Regions from separate parts of the Sus scrofa genome. Here all the other regions are linked to region 1. The links are chromatin contacts, called in public Hi-C and HiChIP or PLAC-seq maps. All regions are on one chromosome and are shown on one strand. Each heading gives the region's core, a stretch centred on a gene start, on an enhancer-like site or on the middle of the called end of the contact. The rest is flanking DNA. Distances are from core to core; before and after follow the strand shown.

The links. A called contact is a pair of places that touch in the nucleus more often than the background predicts. HiChIP or PLAC-seq counts read pairs in DNA pulled down with a chosen protein or histone mark.
Region 2: a contact with region 1 is called in a Hi-C map of liver, with 4 times the contacts expected there. The contact joins the enhancer-like site here to the promoter of LOC100517129 in region 1. A contact is called at or near these places in 1 of 5 promoter capture datasets (liver), 5 of 47 Hi-C or Micro-C datasets (epiblast stem cells, liver and skeletal muscle) and 2 of 2 datasets of contacts at active chromatin or transcription factors (alveolar macrophages and skeletal muscle).
Region 3: a contact with region 1 is called in an H3K27ac HiChIP or PLAC-seq map of alveolar macrophages. The contact joins the enhancer-like site here to the promoter of LOC100517129 in region 1. A contact is called at or near these places in 1 of 5 promoter capture datasets (liver), 7 of 47 Hi-C or Micro-C datasets (alveolar macrophages, blood, liver and 2 more) and 2 of 2 datasets of contacts at active chromatin or transcription factors (alveolar macrophages and skeletal muscle).
Region 4: an H3K27ac HiChIP or PLAC-seq map of alveolar macrophages shows a contact between it and region 1. The contact joins the promoter of SP110 here to the promoter of LOC100517129 in region 1. A contact is called at or near these places in 1 of 5 promoter capture datasets (liver), 3 of 47 Hi-C or Micro-C datasets (alveolar macrophages, heart right ventricle and liver) and 2 of 2 datasets of contacts at active chromatin or transcription factors (alveolar macrophages and skeletal muscle).

What each region holds. Positions count from the first base shown.
Region 1 is chr15:131,298,179-131,301,511 of Sscrofa11.1, forward strand. It overlaps LOC100517129 (nuclear body protein SP140-like protein), which reads left to right and starts at 1,745. Exons shown (of 20, transcript XM_021075666.1): 1 at 1,745-1,895. The coding sequence starts at 1,864.
Region 2 is chr15:131,185,560-131,188,892 of Sscrofa11.1, forward strand. All of the region lies in intron 9 of SP110 (sp110 nuclear body protein), which reads right to left. Among named protein-coding and RNA genes, the nearest start is that of SP140, 38 kb to the right of the region's middle. Within about 2 kb of position 1,847, at least 31 of the 83 cell types and tissues checked have an H3K27ac peak or open chromatin away from gene starts, as enhancers often do. A contact at or near this core is called in alveolar macrophages, liver and skeletal muscle, where this site is marked.
Region 3 is chr15:131,410,257-131,413,589 of Sscrofa11.1, forward strand. No RefSeq gene overlaps it. Among named protein-coding and RNA genes, the nearest start is that of CAB39, 81 kb to the right of the region's middle. Within about 2 kb of position 1,580, at least 54 of the 83 cell types and tissues checked have an H3K27ac peak or open chromatin away from gene starts, as enhancers often do. A contact at or near this core is called in alveolar macrophages, liver, omental adipose tissue and 2 more, where this site is marked.
Region 4 is chr15:131,224,793-131,228,125 of Sscrofa11.1, forward strand. It overlaps SP110 (sp110 nuclear body protein), which reads right to left and starts at 1,751. Exons shown (of 17, transcript XM_021075649.1): 1 at 1,622-1,751. The coding sequence starts at 1,641. It overlaps SP140 (nuclear body protein SP140), which reads left to right and starts at 513. Exons shown (of 25, transcript XM_021075644.1): 1 at 513-703.

The sequences.
Region 1 (3,333 bases), core at 495-2,994:
ATACCCCAGGCACCCCCTGATTTCCTTCAGTCACTCCAGCAGGGGTTTTCGAAGTTCATCCTGCTTCTTTGGTTGGTCCTGTTCTTTTCCAAATCTGAGTGGGACTGACAATGTTTCCTGGACCAAAGAAACTGCTTTTTTTTTGGTCTTTTTAGGGCCGCACCTGCGGCATATGGAGGTTCCCAGGCTAGGGGTTGAATCAGATTTGTAGCTCCAGGTCTACACCACAGCCACAGCAATGTTAGATCCGAGCCGCGTCTGTGACCTACACCACAGCTCAAGGCAACACGGGATCCTTAACCCACTGAGCAAGGCCAAGGATCAAACCTGCATCCTCGTGGATCCTAATCAGATTCGCTTCTGCTGAGCCACGACGGGAACATCCAGAGAAACTGCTTTCTCCACAGAGGGCTGGGGGCTACTTCAGAAACCACCACTGCTCTCACAGAGTGTGGTGTGTGCCCTGCTTTCTCTGACTCGCTGGAAACTTTCCTCCCTATGGCCAGGAGCAGCCCTGTGTGGGAATATCTGCCCTGTGGGTTTCCCACCCAGCCGCTGCTAGCTGGCCTCTGATTCCTTGGAGCCCCAAGCAGACAACAGAAAAGCTGGCACACTGGAGTTCCCATTGTGGCTCAGCAGTAATGAACCCGACTAGTATCCATGAGGACGTGCGTTCAATCCCTGGCCTCGCTCCGTGGGTTAAGGATCTGGCATTGCCATGAGCTGCAGTGAGTGTGCAGACTCGGCTCGGATCCTGCGTTGCTGTGGCTGTGGTGTAGGTCAGCAGCTGGAGCTCCAATTCGACTCCTAGCCTGGGAACCTCCATATGCCACGGGTGCGGCCCTAAAAAGCAGAAAAAAAGAAGGAAAAGAAAAGCAGGCACATTTATGTCAACACCCAGTATGGTGGTGGCCTGATCCACCTGCTGTACAGGGACCGAGAGAAGAGAGAGAGTGGACACTAGAAAAGGCAGGTGTGCTCTGTGCCAGGCTTGTCTGGATCCTGTGCCCCATGGAGTCAGGAGCAGAGGGCAGCCGTGCCCACCAGAACCTCAGCTTGCTAATCCTTCTACCCCCTGAGGGGAGGGAGGGAGAGAGGGCTCCACAGAGACCTTGTGCACTGGGTAGGATGGCCTCATCCGTCTTCTGGAATCTGTACCAACCAGGCTGATGCTCGCTCTTTGCGGGGAAAGAACAGGAGTGGAGAGAGGATAGAAAGCCTGCCCCACATTTTCAAGTGTAACTGGCTCAGACCCCTCCTCAAAGCTGGAGGAAGTCAAATTCAGGGGAGCATCACATGGAAACCATCGCTGCTTCATCAGACATCTGGACACTGGGACCTACCTCAGTTGGGTCCAAGCTCTCCCATGGGCTGGAGAGAAGATCCGAAGTGTCCATTTTCCCCCTGCCCCGGCCATCTTGGCAAGGGAAGGGGCAAAGAGGGACTTTGCCCTTGACCCCCATGCTCTGAAACCCCCTGAGAAGGCAGGAGCCTGAGGACGGCTGGGATCACACAGACGTTGGTTGTTGCTGTCTTTGCACAAACAGGTGGACTCCCGGGGCCCGGGTCTGCCCCTCCCCGAGTCCTCCTCCGGGGTCCTCCGGGGCCCTCCAGTCCCTGAGTGTCACTCCTTGTCTTCCATCCCTGGGGGTCACATGTCATAACGGCTAGAAGGATTGTGTAGCTGCGGGAGGAGGGAGGGAGGACGTCCACAGCTCACTGAGCTACTTTCACTTCCCTTTTCCCCACTTGGGCGGAGCCCTAGAGAGACTTCCTGTTCAGGGTTCAGGCCTAGGGCTGCCTCCCTGGACACTGGAGTGGTTGCAGGCCAAGCTCAGGCCCAGGCCGGGCTGAGGTGGAAAGATGGCTAGTGGAGGCCGTGAGCTCAGGACAAGGTCAGTCTTTCCCCTGTCCTTCCACCTGTCCCTCTGGCCGTGCGGCTGCTTCAGGGCTGTTCTTTGGACTCTGCACTAAACCTTTGCTTTGCACAGGATATACACACGGGATCACTCTGCCGTATAATAAGAAACAGGAATGTGTAACGAGGAAATCAGATTTTAAACGGCAGCAGGGAGCCTGCTGGTTGAGTCTTGTTGCTACAAGGCACATGACATTGTTTTGCAATTTCAGCCAGGAGGCCTGTCCAAAGGTGCTGATCTTTATGAGGCCTTGTGGCAAGGGATTATTTCCTTGTAAACCTAGATCACTCTCTCGTTTCTCTTAGATCAGTCCTACCTTCACATAGCTGAGGAAGTAGAAATTTAAAGGAAACCCCTGATTTATTTTCAAACCTTTGAGTGGTGCTTTTTCCCACCTGTCCTGTGGACGGGGACTCAGACAGTCCCCGGCACTGTTCCCACCTCTGGCTGGGGAAGGGGGGGGGGCTGGATTCTTCTTCCAACAATCCCTGGCAAAGAAAGTGAAAGGAAGAGAAATGCCCCAAACTGCCAAGGGCTAGCCCAGGATGAGTATTTTAATTTTCACAGAAACTATTTCAGTTCTGGAGTAGGTTATACCTCCACAAGGTAAAGAGTAGAAATCCCATCTCTTTCTCTAGTAGTGGGTCGGAAGTAACATTATTTAATATTTTAAAGGTCTGGATTTTGTTAATACAACAGAAATACATTATGCATTCTTGTTCATAAAGTTCCTAAGTATATAGAGGAGAAAATTCTTGTTCACCCCTCACCCCCTTGAAACTTCCAGTCCTGATCCTTTTCAATTCTTGGGTGTTATCTTCCAGATCTTTTTTCTACACATTTACATATGTAACTTATTTTTATAATTACATAAATTTTAGTCCTTTTTTAAAAATGGAATTATGTTTTAAATGCCATTTTTTTCATTTTCATGTACTTTAATAGTGAAAATCATAGCACCTTAATAAACATAGGATCCCCTGGTTCTTTTTAACAGCTGTATACTATTCCACAGAATGGGTACACCATAGTTTTTAAACTCTCCTCCCTCCCCACTCTATTGATAGACATTTAGAGCTTTTTCAATTGTTTGCCTTTACCAACAAGCTGTGATACCAACGGTTTTATATTTTCTTATGTTTTTGCACGTGTACAAGTGTTGGTCTTGTGTCAATAACCAAAAAAGTGGAATTGTTGAGGGAAAGGGTACTAATATTTCATTGTTTACAGCTGATGCCAAACTGCCTTTCTAAGTATCTGAGCCAGCATATTCTCCTACCAAGAGTTAGATGAGCCATCTCCCCACATCCAACCTTTGCAAAAGTGCTGGACAAAGAGTTCTATCTTGTTAATTTGACTCTCCAGGTGACATGGGAGGTTGAACAGTTTTTCGGGTTTATTGGCCTCTTCTATG
Region 2 (3,333 bases), core at 597-3,096, 110 kb before region 1:
AAGGAGGCAAAAATATACAATGGAGAAAAGACAGCCTCTTCAATAAGTGGGGATGGGAAAACTGGACAGCTACACATAAAAGAATGAAATTAGAACATTCTCTAACACCCTATACAAAAATAAACTCAATGTGGATTAAAGACTTAAACATAAGACTGGATAGTATAAAACTCCTAGAGGAAAAAATTGGCAGAAATTCTTTGACGTAAATTGTAGCAACATTTAAAAAAAATCCATCTCCTAAGGCAAAGGAAATAAAAGCGAAAATAAACAAATGGGACCTAATTAAACTTAAAAGCTTTTGCACAGCAAAGGAAACATGGACAAGATGAAGATGACCTACTGAATGGGAGAAAACATTTGCAAAGGATATGACTGATAAAGGGTTTAATATGCAGCATATACAAACAGCTCACATCAGCGTATTAAATACATGTTACCTACGTATAAAAAGAAACACCTCAACAAGACTACATCATACGACTGATAAGTGCACAGAGACATGACATTAAATCAGAAGTCAAAGCCGGGGCCACGTGCTAAGGAAGCAGGAGAAGTGGTTTGGTGATGGACAGCTGCCAACGCTTGCCTGGACTCTTGCCTCCTACCCGTGTTCTCTAAAAAGGCCAGGGGGTATTTTTTTCAGTGTAACGAACAAAGGACTTTGTTTTGTTTTGCTTTGCTTTTTAGGGCCACACCCCAGGCAAAAGGACGTTCCTGGGCTAGGGGTCAAATTGGACCAGCAGCTGCCAGCCCACAGCACAGCCACAGAAATGTGGGATCCGAGCCACGTCTGTGACCTACACCAGAGCTCACAGCAATGAGGGATCCTGAACCCACGGAGCAGGGCCAGGGATTGAACCTGACGCCGAGCCTGGGAAACTCCATATGTGGGTGCGGCCCTAAAAGACAAAAAGACAAACAAACAAACAAAAAGAACAGGGTGGGTTACCCCTGAGCCACGACAGGAACTTCCAAGAACAAAGGACTTGGGATTAAAACATCTAGTTTGATTCCAGCTCATGCAAGTCTTTTATGCTCTAATTGAATCTGCAAAAGGGGCTGAAATTTTTCTATTTGAAGATTAAATGATAGCAAAGAACAGCGTGCCTTGCTAACTGTAAAGTGATGTACACACTTACATTGCTGTCAGGGCCTCTGCATCTGGTTGTGTGGGATGTGCACTGAGCAAGGAATTCCCCTTTTAAGGTGCTGGTGGGGGGCGCTGGGGCGGATGTTGGAGGGAGGCCTTGGGGCAGGTCACCTCAGAGACAGAATCCATTTGTACACTTCCCATATGTGTCCAGCAGAGGGCAGCAAAGTGCCTGTTTCAAGACTCTGGGGGCCAGCTCTAGCCCAAGTGCATGGAAAAAGGTGCTGATTTTTTTTTTTTCCTCTAGTTTACAAAGTTCTTTGTATGGGTCCACGGTGGTCCTAATATTGGTATCCATACTTGAAAGAAGGAATACTGTATTGATCTGACAGCCCTTTAAGCACAAACTCTGGGGCCTAGAGGAGACGAGGAGTAATGAGGGAGCCAGATCCATGTACTGACCTCATTCGACTGCAGGGAGTGAACAGAATGTACACAGTTAATTACACATGTGACAAAAGCATGTCAGGGAGACCTACCCCTGCCCGCAGGACAAAGGTGAAGTCCGAGACTGTGTGGCAGAGGAGGAGGAAGGATGAGAGCGTGGCTTTGGGGAGGGAGTCGATGCCGGAGCGAGAGGACACAGGTCCTGAGCGAGAAGGAGGATGAACGCTGGGAAAAACCAGCCTGGTGCCTGCCCTTGGGTGTGTGGGTGGGGATTGGAATGCGGCCGTGGATTACATTCCGTTTCTTGGCCTGAGGCCTGGGTACCTGTGGGCTTTTCCTTTGTGTTAACTCCTCAAGCGTACACTGAAGCGCCTGCCTTCTTCCCCACGTGCCACCACGCTGCTCAAGATGCTGCCCTGCCATAATGTGAGGCTCAGCCCGCATGGACATCAGAGCACTGCTGTCTCGCTAGGGAAGCAGTGTGCTCAGAGCCACAGCTGATTTACAAGCTCTTTATTTTTGCAGACTGCAACAAGCCGGCTTGCAGTGGGCAGCAGTCTGTAGACCCCAGCTTGGGTAGCACACCTCACGCTCAGGAATAAGTTAATGGGGGAAAAGGCCAGTGTGGCAGGTGCCTAAAGAGGGAAGGGAGAGTGACAAGAGATGATGCAGAAGTAAATTATAAAAGCGGAAGGAACAGGAATGCCAGGAGGAGGGAGGGGGCAAGGACAGGGGACCCAAGACACACCAGAGCACAGAGCACAGAAGCAAGGGTGGGGGGCCGGGAGGGCTCACCCCTGACCAACACAGGAAGCAAAAGCCCATCCCACCAGAAATGGGAACATGGTTGGCTTTTTTTTTTTTTTTTTTTTTTTCCTTTTTAGGGCCTCGCTTGCAGCATATGGAGGTTCCCAGGCTAGGGGTCAAATGGAAGCTATAGCCACCGGCCTATGCCAGAGCCACAGTAACTTGGGATCAGTGCTGCATCTGTGACCTACACCGCAGCTCATGGCAACACCAGATCCTTAACCCACTGAGCGAGGCCAGGGATCGAACCCGAAACCTCAGGGTTCCTAGTCGGATTCGTTTATGCTGTGCCACGATGGGAACTCCCTGAACAGACATCTTTTCCCCTCTTTTCTAATATATAAAAAATGAATAGTCATTTACAACTGCAAACATGGATTTACATCCTTTATAGGTCAACTTTTTTTTTTCTCTTTTTGGTCAACTATTTTTAAGTAATTTTTTTCCCTTACTAGTTTGGGGAGAAAAGACAGAGATGAGTCCTGATGAATGAAAAATCATAGCATTGACTAAGAAATAAACAGCAAGCCCAAGGCAATAGATAGGGAGGTTAAAACTATTACATACAGAAGTCAAATTTTCACAAGTTAATACATACACATGTATAACAATATACTAAGCATAGATATGTATATATACTTAATACAAATAATAGCGGTAAGGAGTTCCCGTTGTGGCTCAGTGGAAACAAATCTGTTTAGGATCCATGAGGACAAATGTTCGATCCCTGGCCTCACTCAGTGGGTTAAGGGTCTGGTGTTGCCGTGAGCTGTGTCGTAGGTGACAGACATGGTTCAGTTCCCATGTTGCTGTGGCCATGATTCAATCTCTAGCCTGGAACTTCCATATGCCATGGGTGTGGCCCGAAAAAGCAAAAAAAAAAATAATAATAATAATAATAATAATAGAGGTAAATAAAGAATGCAGCCTTGGGAGTTCCCACCATGGCTCAGCGGTTAATGAATCCGACTAGGAACCATGAGGTT
Region 3 (3,333 bases), core at 330-2,829, 110 kb after region 1:
ACAACATACAACTACCATATGTTACAAATGTTACAACATACAACTACCATATGTTACAAATGTTATAATATACAACTACCATATGTTACAAATGTTACAACATACAACTACCATACATTACAAATACTACAATATTCAACTACCATATGTTACAAATATTACTACATACAACTACCATACCTAGCAATTCCACTCTTAGGTATATATCTAAAAGAAAGCAGGGAATCTAGAGTTCCCTGGTGGCTCAGCAGATTAAAGATCTGGCATTGTCACTGCTGTGGCACAGGTTCGATCCTTGGCCCAGGGACTCTGCATGCTGTGGGTGCATCCAAAAAGAAAGAAGAAGAAGGGAATCAAAGAATTGGAAACATTGCTATTGTCTATACCAGTATTTATAAGCAGCATTATCACAAGAGCCAAAAAGTGGAAACAACCCAAATGCCCAACAACATATGAATGGATAAACAAAATGTGAATACATACAATGGAACATTATTCAGCCATTAAAAAGTATAAAAATGTTCATATATGTTGCCACACTGATGGACTGTGAAAGCATTATGCTAAGTGAAACAATCCAAACATAGGACAAATATATAATTCTAAATATATGAGAAACAGAGAATAGGTAAATTCATAGAAACAAAAAGTAGCATATAAGTTATGGGAGCTGGTGGTGGAGGTGCAGGGAACTGAGAGTTACTGTTTCAGAGGTTGGGGATGACCAAAAGTTTTGGAAATAGACAACAACAATGGTTTTGCAACATTGTGAAAGTATTTCTTATCACTAAATTATCCTCTTACAAATGGTTAAAATGATAAATATTGTTGTATACATTTTACCACCATTTTAAAAATATTCATTGGAAGGGGCTCATATTATTTGAATCTGGAGCTTTGTGTTAATTATTCCAACTAAGTTGTAACATGGCGCTGTCTGGAGACCCAGGACACTAGAGCTGAGCATATTTGGGGACAGAAAAATAAATGGAAGAAGGGGTTTAAATTCTCAGCCTGGTGAAGAGTGAGATCTTACAGATGGTCATGGCAAATATCAGAAACTTCTCAGAGTCACGTCTGAGCCTTTTATTCTGCTGGTTTCAACTACCTACAAACAAGCAGGGGCAGAATGCACTGGGTGTCAGCTTAAAACAAGCTTGCCAGGGGTCCGCTGCTCTTCTCCCTAAATTCCAGTGCACCCAGGGGTGAACTAGGTATGGCCAGTTGAATGGTTCAATAGAAAACAAAAAGTGAAGAAATTCAAGACGAGGAGGAAGTCCTGTCCCTTGCACCTCGTTCTTTTCCCCCAAAAAAGAAACCCTGATCTGATCTAGTCAGTTCCCGGGTCATACACAGGATAAGCCACCAAAGCAGGGCTTGGATAATCAAATGTCAGGCAGGAGCAGGTTATCTCCCAGCAAACACTGGCAGGGAAACGGGCGCTCCGCCGCCAGCCCTGGACTCGCTCTGTCTACTTCTTGCACAAGCTCCATTACTGGAAGTCAGCTGCTGGCACAATTTCAGCCCCCGGGGAGCCACCCACTCGCTTTCCCAGAGCACCCTTCCCCCTTCTAGGGCAGAAGTCAGCCAACACGTTCCACTAAAGCAATACACAGAATCAAATAGGCTTTCAGCTCAGTTGGTAAACAACCGCTGCCTGGAGCCCTTTCAAATGCCTCCCTCCACCCCTGCTGCCCTCGCCAGCCGTCTATTCCCTAAGTCCCTCCCCCACAAGCCCCCCCCCCCCCCAATCAGCGACCTGAGGTCCGGGGGTCCTCCAGAAACCTGCTGCAGCCTTAGCCGACGTCAGTTTTCAGCAGGAGCACACAGAACAGAATGAAAGGAAAGCCTCTACTACCCGAGACATTTCCATTTTTCACTCTAATTTTAGCAAATGAAACTTTACTTAAATTTGCATTTTACCGTCTTTTCTCAATACACCGTGTCGCTCTTTCCAGAACCTCCAGAGGGTCTACAGTGCCCTCTGGTGGCTGAATGTTGCTATTGCACATTCCTCTTCAGAAATACCTTTTCCTCTCCTAATTCATCTTACTGTCTGTTCTGGAAGCGAAGAACTCATTTCTTAACCATCTAACCACATAGCTCAAAATCAAGATTAGAGGTGGCATTCTTCCCTTCTAGGTAAGAGCGAGTGAAATAAATGTAAGGAATTAGTGCATGAGATAGTTTTCCTGTTTGAAGCAGTTGATGTGCCTGTAAGTGTATTTATGACCTAGACGAAGAAGTTTTAGTTCAAATTATGAGGATGCCCTGTGTCTTTGATTCTTTTCCACTCGCTTTCTGAGCTATCTTCCTAGGTCCCTGAGACCTTCTTTGGGCCTAAGAGACCTTAAGAACCGGGCATCTCTGCCTTCTGGATTTCCCTTTAGGCTGGGAATGCTCTGAACCAAGCTCCCCTTGGTTGACTCATGGGGTGAACTGGGGGGGCTGGGGGTGTGAAGACGAAGAGGAATGAGATGGAACTCCTTTGACCACCTCCACCTGCATCTGAGGCCACCTCAGAACCTGTTGACTTCCACTGGCTTACCCTGCAGATTTTCTACTCCGTGAATGCTTCCTGCAAGTGGAGTCTCAGTGGTGGCTTGAACAAAGAAGAAAAATCTGGGGATTAAGGTAAACCGAACCACAGCTGATGGTTGTCTTTTAAGAGGAGACATGAAATGGATTATTGTAACTGGATACCACCTTGCGGGGGGAGTGTTGGGGGTTCTTCATCCTTGCAGCCTTGTGTTATCTAGCACGAGCTAATGCACAGCATATGACCATTGCTCTGGAGGAGATGTGTGGTGGAGAAGAGGCCTCACACCAAAGGGGACATAAGGAGGGGCCTCCTTAACTAATGGGAACGCTCTGTGCAATGTGCAGTTGGCACAACCAAACTCTCTGTGCGTTCCTGAGGAGCCCCACCCAGAAAACAGAGTGGGTCTTCTCAAACCAGCAGCCATAACTAAGATGATGTCACGGCTCCCGTCCCAGAAAATCGTATCTACATAGAGCATCTGCCAGGAGCCAGCAAGCATCAGCAGCAGGTGCAACATGCCTGCAGTTAAGAGTTTCCTGGCCTTGTGAACAGGAAATCAGCCTCCATAAGCAAAAGAACTTCATGTCACAAATCCTGAAAGTTAAAATCCCAAGTAACAAAAAAATCCTTGGTATATTTCTCCCCAGGACAAATATTACGAACACTCTATAAATCCTCTGTGTTTTGCTGGACAAAGACTATGACCTCTTTCAGATATTTATTATTGTTACTCTTTCCATAGGACCTTTTTGAAGAGTGTTAGTTGTGGGCCACAGCGTCCCACTGCCCCA
Region 4 (3,333 bases), core at 501-3,000, 73 kb before region 1:
CCTGAAACCTCATGGTTCCTGGTCAGATTCGCTAACCACTGAGCCACGACGGGAACTCGAACATACCTATTACCCTATTGACAAATGGTTAAGAAAAGGGAAAGCACTAACAAAAAATGGAATAACCTAGAGATTTTTATGGAATAAAACACAGATCCCATTTTTCCATTTGATGTCAAAGAGAAAGTTGAGCTATAATTCATGACTATTTCTAGGGACTTAATCCCAGTGGCAGGTTAAGCACTCCTGTCTCTTTTTCCTCATTCCTGAACACTTTAACAGAAAAAAAAAATGTTATCAAAAACAATAATCCACAACAGTACTGGCAACCACAAGAAGAGACGTAGGGGGTCTATAATCATGAAGAAATCCTGGAGGACAGAGAAGAGATGGGAAAGAAGTCTGCTGTTTACCATCTGCACGGGAAATGTGGGGCAAAAATCAATTCAGAGCCAGAAAAGGTCAGGATGGTCACATGCTAGGAAGAGGAAGGGGCCCCGGATGACTAATTTTACTACAGCGTTCTGAGCAAAACACCTGCCGTGTTCCTCACTCTTCATCTGCTACAATTGCCAGGGATGAAGGCGAAGCACAGAGAGGTTCATTAACTAGCCCGAGGTATTCATGGGCAAAGCGGACTCATCTGACCAAAGCCCCTCTTCTCACCAGTGCAGGATACTGCGTCCCGTACGTGAGTGTTCAGGTTTGTATTATGCACAAGAATCTTAAAAATCAATAAGTAAAGATAAATATCAGCGAGAAAAAGAAAAGGAAAGGCATAAACAAGAAATTAAGTCAAATGTACAATGAATGTATGACAAACACGGCAACTTGCTAGAGGTCAGGTCAGAACAGGGCAAAGACAATCTGATAACATGTTTGCCAACCAAACTGGCCAAGATAGAAAACAATCAGAGACACTGCTAGAGGTTAATTTAGTAATCCTTATCAAATCTCCTAAAATTTGTATGCCCTTGAGTCTTAAATTCCACTTCTAGGAATTTTTTTTTTTTTGAAAAGCGTATTCACTAAGAATGGGAAAAGTAATCATAACAAATACATTTTTAAAAAGCAAACTGTCTGCCTGACACAATGCTGTGCTTAACAGCATCCTGAAAGTCCCTCTGCATTTGTTTCTAGATCATCTCCCTGACTCTGGGAATTTATTTCAAGAAAATAATCATGAATGTGCTTAAGGAAAAAATATTAAGAAGTTGATATGTGAGAGAGGAAATTAAATGCACTCTCCTTGTTTTCTCTTTCCCACGAGTGTCCCAGCTCCCTCGGGTCCCTTGTACTATGAATAATGAATGAGCTGCCTGGTTGGGGCAGAGGCAGGGTCACTGCACGGACAAGGAAGTACAGAGGAAATCTCAAGCTCCGTTTGCAATAACAGGCTAGAATTTGGGGGTGGGGGAGTTGTGTGTTTGCTTCCCCGGTTCTTCTGTCTTCTTTTTAACAGTCTCCTATTAAGTCCCACCCACCCTCTCTATCTCTTTGGAAAACGGAATTTTACAGAGAGAGAGAGAGAGAGCCTCACCCTGCTGCTGCGGCCAGAACAGGACCTGGGGAAGCCAATCACCAAAAGCTGAATAAAGCAGCCGAGGCAAAAAAAACCCACCTGGATACTGAGACTGCCATCTGTTCCTTTCCCTTTCCAGGTCCAGGGGCTCTCCCAGGATGGCTCTGGAAGCCTGGGAGCAGGGCAGGGAGGTAGGTTAGGCAAAACAGGAAGTCTGTGCTTTGGGGCTCAGGGTGAGGGCCAGGCTTCCCGAGGAAAGGAAAGTGAAAGCAAAGTGAAAGCATTGAACGGACTGTGCAGAGCTGAAGGTAAGACCTCATTTCTCGCAGCTTCTCGGCACCTCCCGGTACTTGTGAGATTCCCAGGGGACTTGGGGGTCGTGGGATTGGTGGTTTGAGAGGTGGTCCAGCTGGGGAGGAGGGTACTGTGAGGAGGGGGCGTGCGGTCCGAAGGACGTGGTTGGGGCGGGGGGTTATGCTATCTATTTACATCTGTACCTACCTCTGTTTCTTTAGGACTCGTCCTCCTACACTTTTTGGGGTGATGAAAATGTCCCTAAGCTTAATTGTGGGGATGATGATGTTACACCAAGGAATCCATTTACTAGAAATCATCACACTTAAAAAAAATAAAAATAAAAACAAAGGGGAGGGGTGACTCAGAAATGCCTATACTTTGTCAGGATAAAATTATTACTGAAGAAAATTGAAATTTAAAAAGAAACCTGAATAGAAACTTAAATCCTGCAGTGGTGGGCAGATCCCAGAGAGAACTGGGGCCAGGAGAAGGTTCTAAAACAGCCGCTCCAGGGAGACAGGGAACACTCCCTCTAAACATCCTATTAAAGATTGCTAATATGTGGAGTTCCTGTCGTGGCTCAGTGGTTAACGTATCCGGCTAGGATCCATGAGGTTTGGGGTTCAATTCCTGGCCTCGCTCAGTAGGTTAAGGATCGGGCGTTGCCGTGAGCTGTGGTGTGGGTCACAGATGCGGCTCGGATCCGGGTTGCTGTGGCTCTGGCTCTGATTCGACCCCTAACCTGGGAACCTCTATATGCGGCGGGAGCGGCCCTAGAAAAGGCAAAAAGACAAAAACAAAACAAAACAAAAAAGATTTCTAATATGTACTGTGAGAAATCCTTCTCTAAGAAGTCTGTTTAACCTTACTTAAATCAATGATTTGAAAATGTACTTGGGACCTCTCCTAACAGGACACTTATAAATCAGAAAAAAAGATGGGAAACACAGTTCTAGAGTCTAAGAAACCTTGAAACCAAGGCTAGCATACGTGGGCACGAGCTCAATTTGATGGGAGTATAAAAATGCATCATCTTAAGTGTGCATTTCGATGCGATTTAACAAACGTCATCATAACCACAGTTAAGATACAGGCCATTTCCATCATCCCAGAAAGTCCCCTTGTGCCCTTCGCCAATAGTTTCCTCCTCAGTCCCAGCACTGGGCAATCACTGATCTACTTTCACTATGTCTACGGATTTGTTTTGTCTGCACTAAATTTCTATGTAAATGGTAACGCACAATGTGCACTTTTTTTTTTTTTTTTGGTCTTTTTAGGGCCACACCTGCAGCACATGGAATTTCCCTGGCTAGGGGCTGAATCAGAGCTGTAGCCTCTGGCCTCTACCACAGCCATGGCAATGCCAGATCTGAGACGCATCTGCGATCACCTGAGACGCGTCTGTGATCTACACCACAGTTCATGGCAACTCCAGATCTTGAACCCACTGAATGAGGCTAGGGGTCAAACCTGCATCCTCATGCTTACTAGTCGGGTTCATTATATTACCGCTG